Linked DNA regions of Triticum aestivum: region 1 is linked to region 2. A link is a contact called in public Hi-C data. All regions are on one chromosome and are shown on one strand. Each heading gives the region's core, a stretch centred on a gene start, on an enhancer-like site or on the middle of the called end of the contact. The rest is flanking DNA. Distances are from core to core; before and after follow the strand shown.

What was found. Hi-C and Micro-C count contacts between places; a contact is called where the count stands out from the background.
Region 1: a Hi-C map of leaf shows a contact between it and region 2, with 6 times the contacts expected there. The contact joins the promoter of LOC123135873 here to the promoter of LOC123135870 in region 2. A contact is called at or near these places in 4 of 5 Hi-C or Micro-C datasets (leaf and an unstated tissue) and 1 of 1 datasets of contacts at active chromatin or transcription factors (leaf).

The regions. Positions count from the first base shown.
Region 1 is chr6B:74,380,858-74,386,794 of IWGSC CS RefSeq v2.1, reverse strand. It overlaps LOC123135873 (sanguinarine reductase), which reads left to right and starts at 1,269. Exons shown (of 9, transcript XM_044555110.1): 1 at 1,269-1,639; 2 at 2,170-2,282; 3 at 2,372-2,425; 4 at 2,692-2,776; 5 at 3,240-3,345; 6 at 4,650-4,736; 7 at 4,825-4,922; 8 at 5,026-5,135; 9 at 5,391-5,686. The coding sequence starts at 1,369. The coding sequence ends at 5,456.
Region 2 is chr6B:73,862,855-73,868,853 of IWGSC CS RefSeq v2.1, reverse strand. It overlaps LOC123135870 (peptidyl-prolyl cis-trans isomerase), which reads left to right and starts at 1,628. Exons shown (of 1, transcript XM_044555108.1): 1 at 1,628-2,517. The coding sequence starts at 1,734. The coding sequence ends at 2,249.

The DNA of each region.
Region 1 (5,937 bases), core at 20-2,519, 520 kb before region 2:
TGCTCATCCTCATCCAGATCATACCGCATCTTCATCCCCACCCATCGAGAGCCATCCCCATCTCATCCCCACCCCACCCATAGCCAAGGAAGGTGCTCGTCGCCATGGCCGCCGGCAGCTAGTAATCGTCACCATCGTCGCCTAACAGGCCTCGTTTGAGTTCTGGGTGGATCGCAGGCGCCGGATGCACCCCTCTTCATGGCCGCATGCAGCCAGGGGTGTGCTGGTCGCCTTGTTCACCAGCAACTAGATGACTCCATGGCCGCCGCAACCATGGTTCGTTAGTCGCCATGGCCAAGCTCCAATCAACCATGGTGGCGACGAGTTTGTGCTGGAACGCGGGTTTTGCTGGAACCAGGTTGTTTTTTTGCTGGATCCACCTATTTTTATTGCTACAATCCTTCTTCTTTTTTGCTACCATCCCCGTTTGATTTTGGTGAACATTTTTTGTTTTTGCTGGAACCTCTTTTGGTTTTTGCTGGAATCACTTCTTTTTTTGCTGGAACCTTCTTTTGATTTTGTTGCAATTGACGGGATGGTGGCGCCGTCACTGCCATGATTTTTTGATGCATCAGATTTTTGCTGGAACCTCTTTTGGTTTTTGATGGAACTAGCATTTGAATTTGCTGCATAGGCTATGATGATATTGGGACGGCGATGGACACCGGCTACCATGGGTCTTTGCTGCATTGGTCTTTTTTTGCTTGAACCAACAATCATTTTTGCTCCAACCAGCCTATGAAGAGATGGAACCGGCAAGATTATTTATTGTTTTTGCTGGAACCTTCATTTTTTTTTCTTGTTAGAACAATTTTTGCTTTTTGCTAGAACCGGTGTTTTTTATGCTACATCAGGCTGATTGTTTTGCTCCAACAGATTACTGGAGTTTTTGTTTTGCTACAATCGGCATGAGGAAAGCTTCAACCGTGAAAAAAAGCACCAACCAAAGAGAGTGGGGAAAAGCTTGGATCCGGCGAGGACCGGTGCTGCGAGGACGGCGAGCCAGCCGGGCTTCGAAGTCAGCGGCAGGGGCGGCCATGGTGGGCTGCGTGAGTGAGGTGGGGATGTGCAGGAGATTCTCTTTTTTGTTTTTGTTTCCACATGATGTATCAGAGAAAAAAGGGACCAGATCTGACGGTACAAAGAATTGCTATCGAACGGATACGCGCTGACCGGCCCAAATTTAGGCCGGTGCGCCGGCGCCTATCAGCGCCCATCCGGATTGGGTTGTGGTTGAGCCGCGCCGCACGTCCCGGACCACTCCCCCTCGCCGCCAAGCTCCCCGATATCTCACTCCCCCTCTCGCTCTCGCCTCAAGTTTCCAGAGCCCCCCTCCCCTGGTCCCCCGCGGTCATCTCATCTCCAACAATGGCGACGGCTCACCTCAGCCCGGCGCTGGCGGTCTCATCGTCGCGCCACCCAACCTCCAAACACGGCCAGCCGCCCGTCTTGGCGCAGCCAGGCGGCACAGCGGTGCTGCGGTCTTGCTCGCTTCCCTTGTCCTCGAGACTCGCCGCGTCGGGTCGAGGTGGGTGGCGGCTCGCGGCGGCAGTGGAGCCCAGGACCGCGCAGCAGGAAGAGGCCGAGGCCGAGGCCTCCTCGAGGCTGGTCCTCGTCGTCGGCGGAACCGGCGGCGTAGGTAGGAGATGAGCTCCTCTTCGCTGCTCTTAATTGCTTATATTCTTTTCTCGAGAAAAGCTCCGTACATTGTTGGTATCTATCCACGGATGAGTTCGTAGCGACGGGTGTCAGCTCATAATTCGATTAAGAAATTACTGAAGCTTGCCTCTCTTTTTCTGTATTGTATAAACTATTTTTAGTTTGTGAGAGGAACAAGATTGTCGGGTGAGGTCAACTTGGACACAAAATGGCGTGGCAGCCCGCCTAATAACTGTCAGTTGTTTTGTGCGTCTGTTTCACCCGAAATTGACCTGTAACCTGCAGCCGCGATTTCTTTCTCTTCCCTACAATTTTTGTTTGCCATCAGGAGTTTTGTGCAAGCGATCTAAACATGCTAGTTTTCTATAGGTATACATACTCCTTTCTGCTTTGCATCTCATGTCAGTCTGATATATAGAGATTATTATCCTGCAGTTACAGTTTTCACAGTTACTTGACGAATTTGGGCTAGATATTGATCGTGTAGGATCCTTATCCTTGTCCTTGCAGGTCAGTTGCTGGTAGCATCTTTGCTGAGCAGGAAAATTAAGACAAGGCTGCTCATAAGAAACCCTGAAAAGGCAGCGTCCTTATTTGGCAAGCAGGATGGGAGTGTTTTGCAGGTAATCTTAATTACATCAACAGCTAGCTTCAGCATTCTATTTTCTCCAAACTGTGACTTCCTTATACGAGTGAGTCTCCTTTTTTACAGGTTTATGAAGCGGACACGAGAAATGCTGACGCTTTGAATCCAGAAATGTTTGAGGTTGCTCTCTTCCACTCCCTCCGTTCCTAAATATAAGTCTTTTTAGAGATTCCACTACAAACTACGTACGGATGCATATAGACATGCTTTAGAGTGTGGATTCACTCATTTTGATCCATATGTAGTCCATAGTGAAATCTCTAAAAAGACTTATATTTAGGAACAGAGGAATACTTATTTATTTTGAAGCTGAATCCATGCATAATTGTTCGACCATCTATGTATGCATAATTGAATAAATCAAAATATAGGGTCTATTTTCATAGGGAGTTACACATGTGATCTGTACTACTGGGACTACAGCATTTCCATCAAAACGCTGGGATGGGGATAACACTCCTGAACGTGTCGGTACGTACTGCCCAAGATTCTGCACTTAACTTAGGTCTACTGAAACTGAAACTGATTATTTGTTTACCGTATGGCAATCCAAAGATTTGGGGCAAGGATAATCCTGGGAGCCTATAAATCTCTCCTGTTCTCTGTAATGGTTCTGGAACTGATGTATCTCCGTTGTCATGCAATGGAAAGGGGGTTAGCCCGGTTCAAAAAAACGAAAAAGTCTTCCGCTGTGGAGAAAATAAATATCGAATTGTGACAGTTGCAGAATGCTGATAAGTAATAAATTGTAAGAAAATTGAAATCTCAACATTCATTTTCAGAGCTTATTATGCATGTCTTTTTAATCATGAACATGCTTATGGCACATCACTTGCCATTCGTGGCCCAGAAGTGTTTATTCAATTGTTGTAAATTGGTGTGGATACAATGTTCTATCACTTATTACTGATGACACGCTATTTAACGTGTCTAGATTGGGATGGCGTTCGAAATTTTGTGAGTGCCATGCCACAGACGGTCAAGAGACTGGTTTTGGTGTCATCGATTGGTGTTACAAAATATAATGAAATACCATGGAGGTATACCTTATAACTCTGATGAAGAACTATGGCATTGTACAATTGATACACATTATTATGTCCAAGTTGTGGAATTTGTGATGAGGAACAATAGAGAGAGGGAAAAGAAAAAGAAAATCAGAAGTGAAACCCATTTGACTACTTCCAGATACTCCCTCCAGTCCTTTTTATTCCGCATAGTAGATTTGTGTCAAGTCAAACTTTGCAAAGCTTGACCAAATTTATATTAAAAAAATATCAACATCTACAATATCAAATATATATACTATGTTTTCAGTTCTAGAGTGTTTTAGGTATAACTAGAAGTTGAGGTGTGAAGGCTTCACAAAGCCTATAAATAGAGGTCCGCACCTCTAGTTTGTAACCTGGCTATGTACCCCACTATCTATAATAAAACTTGGTGTTCTTATCAAAGATCTTGGACTAGATCTTGTGCTCTAGTAGTTTTGGACTGAACTTCTGCTGCTACATTGGCCTATATTCACCTCTAGAGCGATATCTAGCACATCACGTTGAAGTAGTTCCTTCAACGCTAGTGTTGTACACTTTGTAGCAGCAAGGTGGAGTTGTTCCTCCACAACTGTGTGCTGCTTCAACTTGTCATCAATTGTTATGTGGACCAGCCCATCAAACGTGGAGTCTTATCCCTTAATTAGATTCCTGGTTGATTAAGCTTCTCTGTTAGGAAAGAGTCTACTCAGTTTAGAGATTGTATTGGAGTTTAAATAGATTTACCAGCTTGTTGGCCAAGGTTGTCTGTTATATAATGTGGCCGACCCCTCTCAGTAAAGGAGAGAAGATTATTGTCGTTTACTTTCATCTACTTTTGAGTAATTAGGGTTAGGTCAGTAGTATATTCTTCCATCAATTGCCTCTAAACAAAAGTTCTTTATATTTCGTGTGATATCCTGAAATTAGACATTTTCACTAAAGTGCCACAACCTGTTTATAGACGCAAAATTTATTTTAGTAATTACTTTCTGTTACTGTTGTCCAGTGCATGTTTTAGTGTAAGGCATGCATGCTTGTTTTTTCAATTTAAGTCTCTGCATTTTACTTGGATATTTAGTTCTGGTTTAGCTTTACACCGGTTTCTTTATCATGTACTCCCTCCGTTCACTATTATAAGATGTTCTAACATTTTTCTAAATCGGATGTATGTAGACAAGTTTTGGCGTGTTTGTTCACTCATTTCAGTTCATATGCAGTCTATGTTGAAATATCTAAAACATCTTATAATAGTGAATTGAGGGAGTACAATATAAATCTGTTTATCCTTACCTCATACTAGTACGCATTTGCAGTATCATGAACCTCTTTGGTGTGCTTAAATACAAGAAGATGGCAGAGGACTTTGTCCGCAATTCAGGCATACCTTTCACGATCATCAGGTTAATTATATTATGTACATACAAGGAATAATCCATGGGCTCATTCATGGACATGTTCTTTTTTTGATATGATACTAGTTGGTTGCAGGCCGGGGAGATTAACAGATGGGCCCTACACTTCCTATGACCTGAACACACTTGTTAAGGCTACAGCTGGAGAAAGACGAGCAGTTGAGATAGGCCAAGGTCCCTCTCCATTTGATGATGAACTACTTCTCTTACTAAGCTCTTTTACGCTCGTAACACTTGGTCATTACCTTATTTCGAAAGGATTGTCTTATCTTATTAGGTGACAAGCTTGTGGGAGAAGCGAGCAGATTGGTGGTGGCAGAAGCATGTATCCAAGCTTTGGATATTGAATCTACCCAAGGAAAAATATACGAGATTAGTTCAGTGAAGGTACTCATGCATGCTTCAGACGTGATGTTAACTTGCGCTTTAAACCTTTGCTTGCATTGTCTATTTATTTTTATCCTGTTATTCAGTTGGACTCATGGCGTGAATTTTGTTAGCCAACTAGCGTTACACATCAGGCCTTGCTCGAAATGAATCGTTGTTTATTTTCCTACTTACCAATTGAAATTTCCTTTTCTTCCGACTGATATGGCTTTTTCGTTTTTTCCAATGACTGATATGGCAAATGATGTGGTGCAGGGCGAAGGACCTGGGAGCGACCAGGAGAAATGGAAGCAACTATTTGCAGCTGCTGAATCGAACTAGTGGCACTCTGAAGCGGAGTGCAGTGCATTTCAATTTATACACTGTAGTGGAATTCCATACAAGGGCAGTAGCAGTCAGTACATACATAGTTGAGGTGCAGAGTTGTCATTGTCGCGGGATTTGGAAATGACTTGCAAACAATCGAGCATAGTACCATGTGCCTTATCCATGCTATGCGCTCAGGCTTAAAAATGGGAGAATATCATACGGATACCGATATTTGGTGGAAACCGGTACGTTTGTCCTTTTTGTTTAGCGACTCATGGGCTGAATTTGGATACAGATTTGTGTGTGAATAGTAGATATTTTACATTGTATAGAGGTTTCGTCATTTAATTCGGATAGAAGGGAGTAATTTTTTTCTTCTTTGCGAGGATAATACTAGTAGATAGATTTTCTTTGTTTTTTGAGAAACACAGTAAGGGCATCTCGAACGCGGACGCTCAAACTGCCCGTATCCATCTGGACAGCGCGGTCAGGA
Region 2 (5,999 bases), core at 379-2,878:
ATAAGAGAGAAAAGACATAAGTATTGTGATATAATGTGTAGTAACAGCTCATAATGCAATAAATATCGATATAAAAGCATGATGCAAAATGGATGTATCAATCATCCACCGAATCGACAGATCGGGGAGCAAACAACATTGGAGGCTCGTCGATGCCGCCACATGTGACCTTGTTGAGATGGTTAACAAGCTCGAATACCATTATTCAACGCTACCACCACCATCACCACCTTGTCAGTGTCGCTAGAGAGCCTAACCCTAGTAGCTAAACACCTTCCACGCAGATCAAAGCTCCATTCACCCCCCGCCATTGCAAGTATGACTGAAGAGGGAGGGCCCGCTGATCCGGCCTTTGGCGGAACAAGTGATATGGGAGATCCTTCCCTTTTGCCTCTCGTGGTTACTGTTCAAAAGAGGGGTGTAGAAAAATCTTTCAGCCTCTACAACGCGAAATTAGTTTCATTACATTCATGTTTTCATACTATACATTTGATATTGTAGATATTCCCATATTTTTCTATAGACTTTGTCAAATAGAGAAGTTTAACTTCGAACGAATATAGTGTTTCAAATATTTTGCAATGGAAGGGTAGGTAAAATGATTTGCTAGAAAGAGACTAAGATGCCTCGGAGTATTTTTGTTGTTGTTGTTGTTACGTCATAGTTCAAATTTAGTATTATATTTCTCTAATCCATGATCTCAACAAACCAGTCCATGATAATAGCAGATTCCAACAGTCCATGATCTCAGGGATTCAAAAAATAAATTATTTACCTAAAAATCGCAACTCTATATTTCTGCCCAGATACTGTAGTTTTTACCTCCCAAAAAAGAAGAGAGAAATAGGCATCTCACAGTTCGATCAGGCCCTAGATGAGAAGGAAGCTTCTAGAGCCCTCATCACGCGGATCTCGACCGTCCAAACCCACACTCGACGGCCCCGATGAGCCGCCCGTTGGCGCTGCGCCGCAGAGCCCGAGCGGGCTGGGCCGGCAGGAATCGTCCCGGGCCAGTTGCACATGCAGTCCGCGTGCGATCCAAGCCAGAACAGAATATCGCCCACTCGCGCGGCGGCATATCCCTTCCCCACCCTCGCTCTCTATCCTCCGCTCGTGTTCACCACAGCTTTCCCTGCACCCGGTCCATAGACTCCCACGAAATCTCACGCGCGCCGCACCACCCGGTCCTTGTGGACCGCGCGCAGTCCAAAAGCACAAATATCCCAACCTAACCCTAGTCCCGACCCAACCACCCCCGGGTAACCATGGTCGCAACCCTAGTCACCCCCACAAAGATCCAATAAAAACTCGCACGCACGCCGCGTCCACCCACCCCGTCTGACACTCTGGGCCCACGTCGCCGATCCCCACACCAACGGAACCCTGCAGGCCGCCCTCATCGAGAGGCATCCGCAGGCCCCACATGTCATACAGGCTTGTGTTGGAATGGGTCACGTGCTGCTCGCGTCCACCGGGAACCCAACCCTAGACCTAACCACGGTTCCCGCAACCGCGCCGCCGAACCTCCCAGGTTAGCCCCCGCGCCCCACGATGCCACCACGCGTCCCGATCGGACGGCCACCGCCGCCCCCGCCCCGGACCTCGCCGCCTATTTAACCCCGCCCGGTCTCCCCTTGCCAGATCACAGAGCCCGAAGCCAAAGGAAATCCACTCCAATCCAATCCCCACAGAAATCCCCATCTCAAAACCCTAGCCCGTCCGATCCCGGCGAGATGGCCAACCCGAGGGTGTTCTTCGACATGACCGTCGGCGGCGCGCCGGCCGGGCGCATCGTGATGGAGCTGTACAAGGACGCGGTGCCGCGGACGGTGGAGAACTTCCGCGCGCTCTGCACCGGCGAGAAGGGCGTCGGCAAGAGCGGCAAGCCACTGCACTACAAGGGCAGCTCGTTCCACCGCGTGATCCCCGACTTCATGTGCCAGGGCGGCGACTTCACCAAGGGCAACGGCACCGGCGGCGAGTCCATCTACGGCGAGAAGTTCGCCGACGAGAAGTTCGTCCACAAGCACACCAAGCCCGGGATCCTCTCCATGGCCAACGCGGGCCCCAACACCAACGGCTCCCAGTTCTTCATCTGCACCGTCCCCTGCAATTGGCTCGACGGCAAGCACGTGGTCTTCGGCGAGGTCGTCGAGGGCATGGACGTCGTCAAGAACATCGAGAAGGTGGGCTCCCGCAGCGGCACCTGCTCCAAGCAAGTCGTCATCGCCGACTGCGGCCAGCTCTAGATCCGTCCGCCCGCCGGTCGCCTGTCGTCGTCGCCCCGTGTCCCGTGTCGTCGATCTAAATAAGAGAGTCGTGTGTCGTGTCGTGTCTTCCCCTTGTCCGTCCGATGAGATCTCCGTGGTTGGTTTAGGAGGGTTTTAGGTGGACTCTTTTGGCCGCTGGATCTGTGTCCGGCGGCCATGGTTATCTTCCTGTGTCTGCTGCTATCTTACTGTTTGAATGAGATGAACTCCGCTATGAATTATCCATAATTTGTGCTCGTTGGCTTCACTATCTGTTTGTCGCATTCGTACTTTGTCTGCTGCTCCTGACTCCAATGCGTTGGAACCCGTGTGCTCTTTCTTTGTGGTATCCACTCGATTTCCGTGCCTATTACCGATCTGAAAACCTAAATTAATCACGTTTAAGGTTATCGACAGTCTGAACTGGTGTACAGAGCCTCGGTAGAGAAAAAGGCTCGGTACTTTGTTGATTTTCCTGATGGAACGTGGTCTGCTATCATGTCTCCTCCCCCGTACATTCACTTCGCTTTTCAAAGCTGACCTGTTTGGTGTTGCTTGTTTTGCACTGTAATTTTATTGATGGATCTTGATTTCTTGATTAGTAGTACTACTTTACTAATTTTGGAGAACAATATTACCTTGTTGATGCATGGATCTAAGTGAGATCTGATCTGAGATGTAGGCAAAATTAAGATATGCGATGTGATTGATCCAGATATGTATTCTGTTGGCACTTGGATTATATATCCTCTCCCTTCTCAGCTGGATTCTCTTGGCGGCAGGAAGTTTCCCCCTCTTTCCAGGCGGTATTCCAGTTCGTTTGCATTTCATATATTCCATCCTCACTAGACCATAGCAGAAACTCCAATAGGCAGATTTGTAAACAAGAAATAAAATTCGATGCATCATTTTGATTCAAGAGCTTTACTAACATGTCCTGCTTTTTTTAGGTGAGAAATTTGTGCCCCTTTTTGACTAGGAAAGTTGTCATTCCCCCCAACACAAGGCGGTAGAAAAGGAGGTATAAATTGTCATTCCCCCTCCCACAAGGCGCTAGAAAAGGAGGTATAAATCCAAAGTTTATTCCGTTCCATTGGCTGATCTAATCGTAATCGGCCTGTCATATATTCCTTGCCAACTAACCAGAATATTAGGCATAACTAATTCGTGCAAGTAAAGTGATTGCTGTCTCCCCGCAAAAAAAAAGAGGGTTATTGCTCTGGCAACCAATTAATATTTCCAAATTGTTTCCGTCAAACAATTTTCCAAAAGTGAACAGAAATCTACGGAAACAAATTTCCGCTTCCACAGAAACCAGTCCTCGCGTTTGGCAGCAGCTTCGTGATGGGATGGGGCCACAGCGCAGCCTCAGGTACGGGGCGGGGGATGGGTCCCACCTGGCGGAAAGCCGCGGGGCCCGTGGGGCAGCGTGAGGCGAGTAGACAAAGCGGTGGACGGCGTGCGCGGGCTTCGAGGCGTTCGCGCGAGAGCGAGCCGCTCTGGCGCTCTCTTTCCTCCGGCTTTGGCGTTTGTGGCGCTTGAATGGGCGCGGGCCCCACCGGCCCTCGTGTTTGTTCGCGGCAGGGTCGCGTTGGTGGTACGCAGTTCTGACTGGGTCCGGCTCCGCGTCGCATCTTTTCCGCATCGGAGATCGCGTCGCAATGCTTTTTGGGCTGGGCCCGGCACATGATTGGCCCTCCCTCCCGGCTTCACTTCACCCATACAGTAACTATTATTTTTTACTCCCTCCGTCCCATAACCCATAACGTGAGATGTTTTTTCACATTAATGTAGTGTCAAAAAAGTCTTATATTATGAAACGGAGGGAGTACTTCCCACTATAAACATCAAAATTTTTGAACGAATGGTGTACTACTACGTAGAAATATTAGAGGATTTTATGTTTGTAAAAGTTTCATCTCTATTACAGGACGGGAGCAACGAACGAGCTAGTCGGCGGTGGGACACCCGATTTGCCAAGATGTCGTCTTCCATTTGGCAAGATGTTAGTATATGTAGAAATTGTTTCTACTCTAACCGGTAATTAGATTATCTTTTTGAGCAACTAGACTTTATTGATCAATTAGCATGGGGCACACCAAGCATGCCTAGCTACACAGTGAGCTTCACAATTTGAGTTCTTAAATTCATGAACAAAAATGTAGAGAGTGAACGGGGATCTACGGACTTCAGTTTCTCTGCACGGCGCGTTCCAGCAGGGAGAGGTTGGAACCGATGAGAGAGGAGGGGTCGACCGATTGAGGTGGGCGGCGTAAGGGACAAGGAAAGTTTGAGTGAGACGACGGCGTGGTTTGCGAACAGAGATGGGGCGAAAGAGACGGGAGACTTCTCCCACGAGTCGTGACTCGTGTTTTCTCGTCCCCGGGATTAGGCCAGGGAGGACGAAAAGTTTCCCTGACTTAAGCCTTGACCAAATGGCGCCCGTTACTGTGTATTTTACAAACAGGCGCCTGACCGCAAAGCCGAATAACACGATATCTTTTATTTTTCCTTTTTTTCTTTTTTCAATGAAATTTTTTCAAATTCATTTTTTTCTCCAAATTGACGAATGTTTTTTTTGAATCGGTGATTTTTATTTTCAAAATTGATGAACTTTTTCAAATCGGTGAATTTTTTCAATTTTGATGATTTTTTTTCAAAATCGATGAATTTTTTTCTAAATTCAGTGACTTTTGAAAACAATTTATGAACTTTTTTCAAATTCGATGATTTTGTTGAATTTGATAATATTTTTTCAAATTCATTCACTTTTTTTCAAAATGCATGATCTCTTTTTAATTCATGGTTTTTCTGTTTTTGCAATTTTTTTTCCTTTCAAAATCAATCAAGGACATGGGCTGGCCTACCATGGGCATCACGTGGGCCCCAGGGAGCTTCCCTGGCGCTTGAAACACCAATAGGATCCCCCAGGTCGCGGCCCATCCTGGCCACCCTCTAGATTCCCCCATGGTGCAAATAACACACTGCTGCATCGTGATGAGTGATGTAGTGGGTGCATCATCATTCAGCAAATGTGGGTAACACGATAGAAAAAAGAGAGGTCTTGCCTGTGATCTTTAGTTCGTAGGATTCTTAAAATTCAGAAATAGAAAAAACTTAAAATTGGAGTAGCATGTCCTCTTCAATCCTATATAATCACAAAGTTGTAAGATTTTAGATTATACTTCCTCCTTCCCAAAATACGTGTCGTTGTTTTGGTACAACTTTGTACTAATCAGCTACACTTATTTTGGGACAGAGGGAGCCAACATAAAAATAAAGCTATTGAACGAGAGGTTTGAATGGATGAAATTTACACGAAAATAGAGTGCGGACCAGTCGATCTATGTAAGTAACATTTTTTCATAACGATCCAAGTACCCTAAAATAGCAAAATCATTTGAAATTGAAAGGGTCCTTAGAATGTTTGGCTTGAAAGAAACCAACATATGTTTTATGAAAAAGCTATGGAGGTTACTCGAGTCAAGTTTAGAACAAACGAGGACTTCACAAGACCGAACTATCTCCCAACATTTGCATCTAAGGATTCATACATCTATTTTTCTTCATTAAAGTAGATGGAAGGCAATGAGAAGATCAAATGATTCATCAAACGAAATAAAAGTGTAATGAACAATAATAACATGACCATAACAGAAGACTATGGTTAAGTCAGTCGTGGCAACCTATTAGTAAACCCATTTGGTCGGATTTACCAAATTGAGATATTCTTTGTCGATCTGGTTGGAT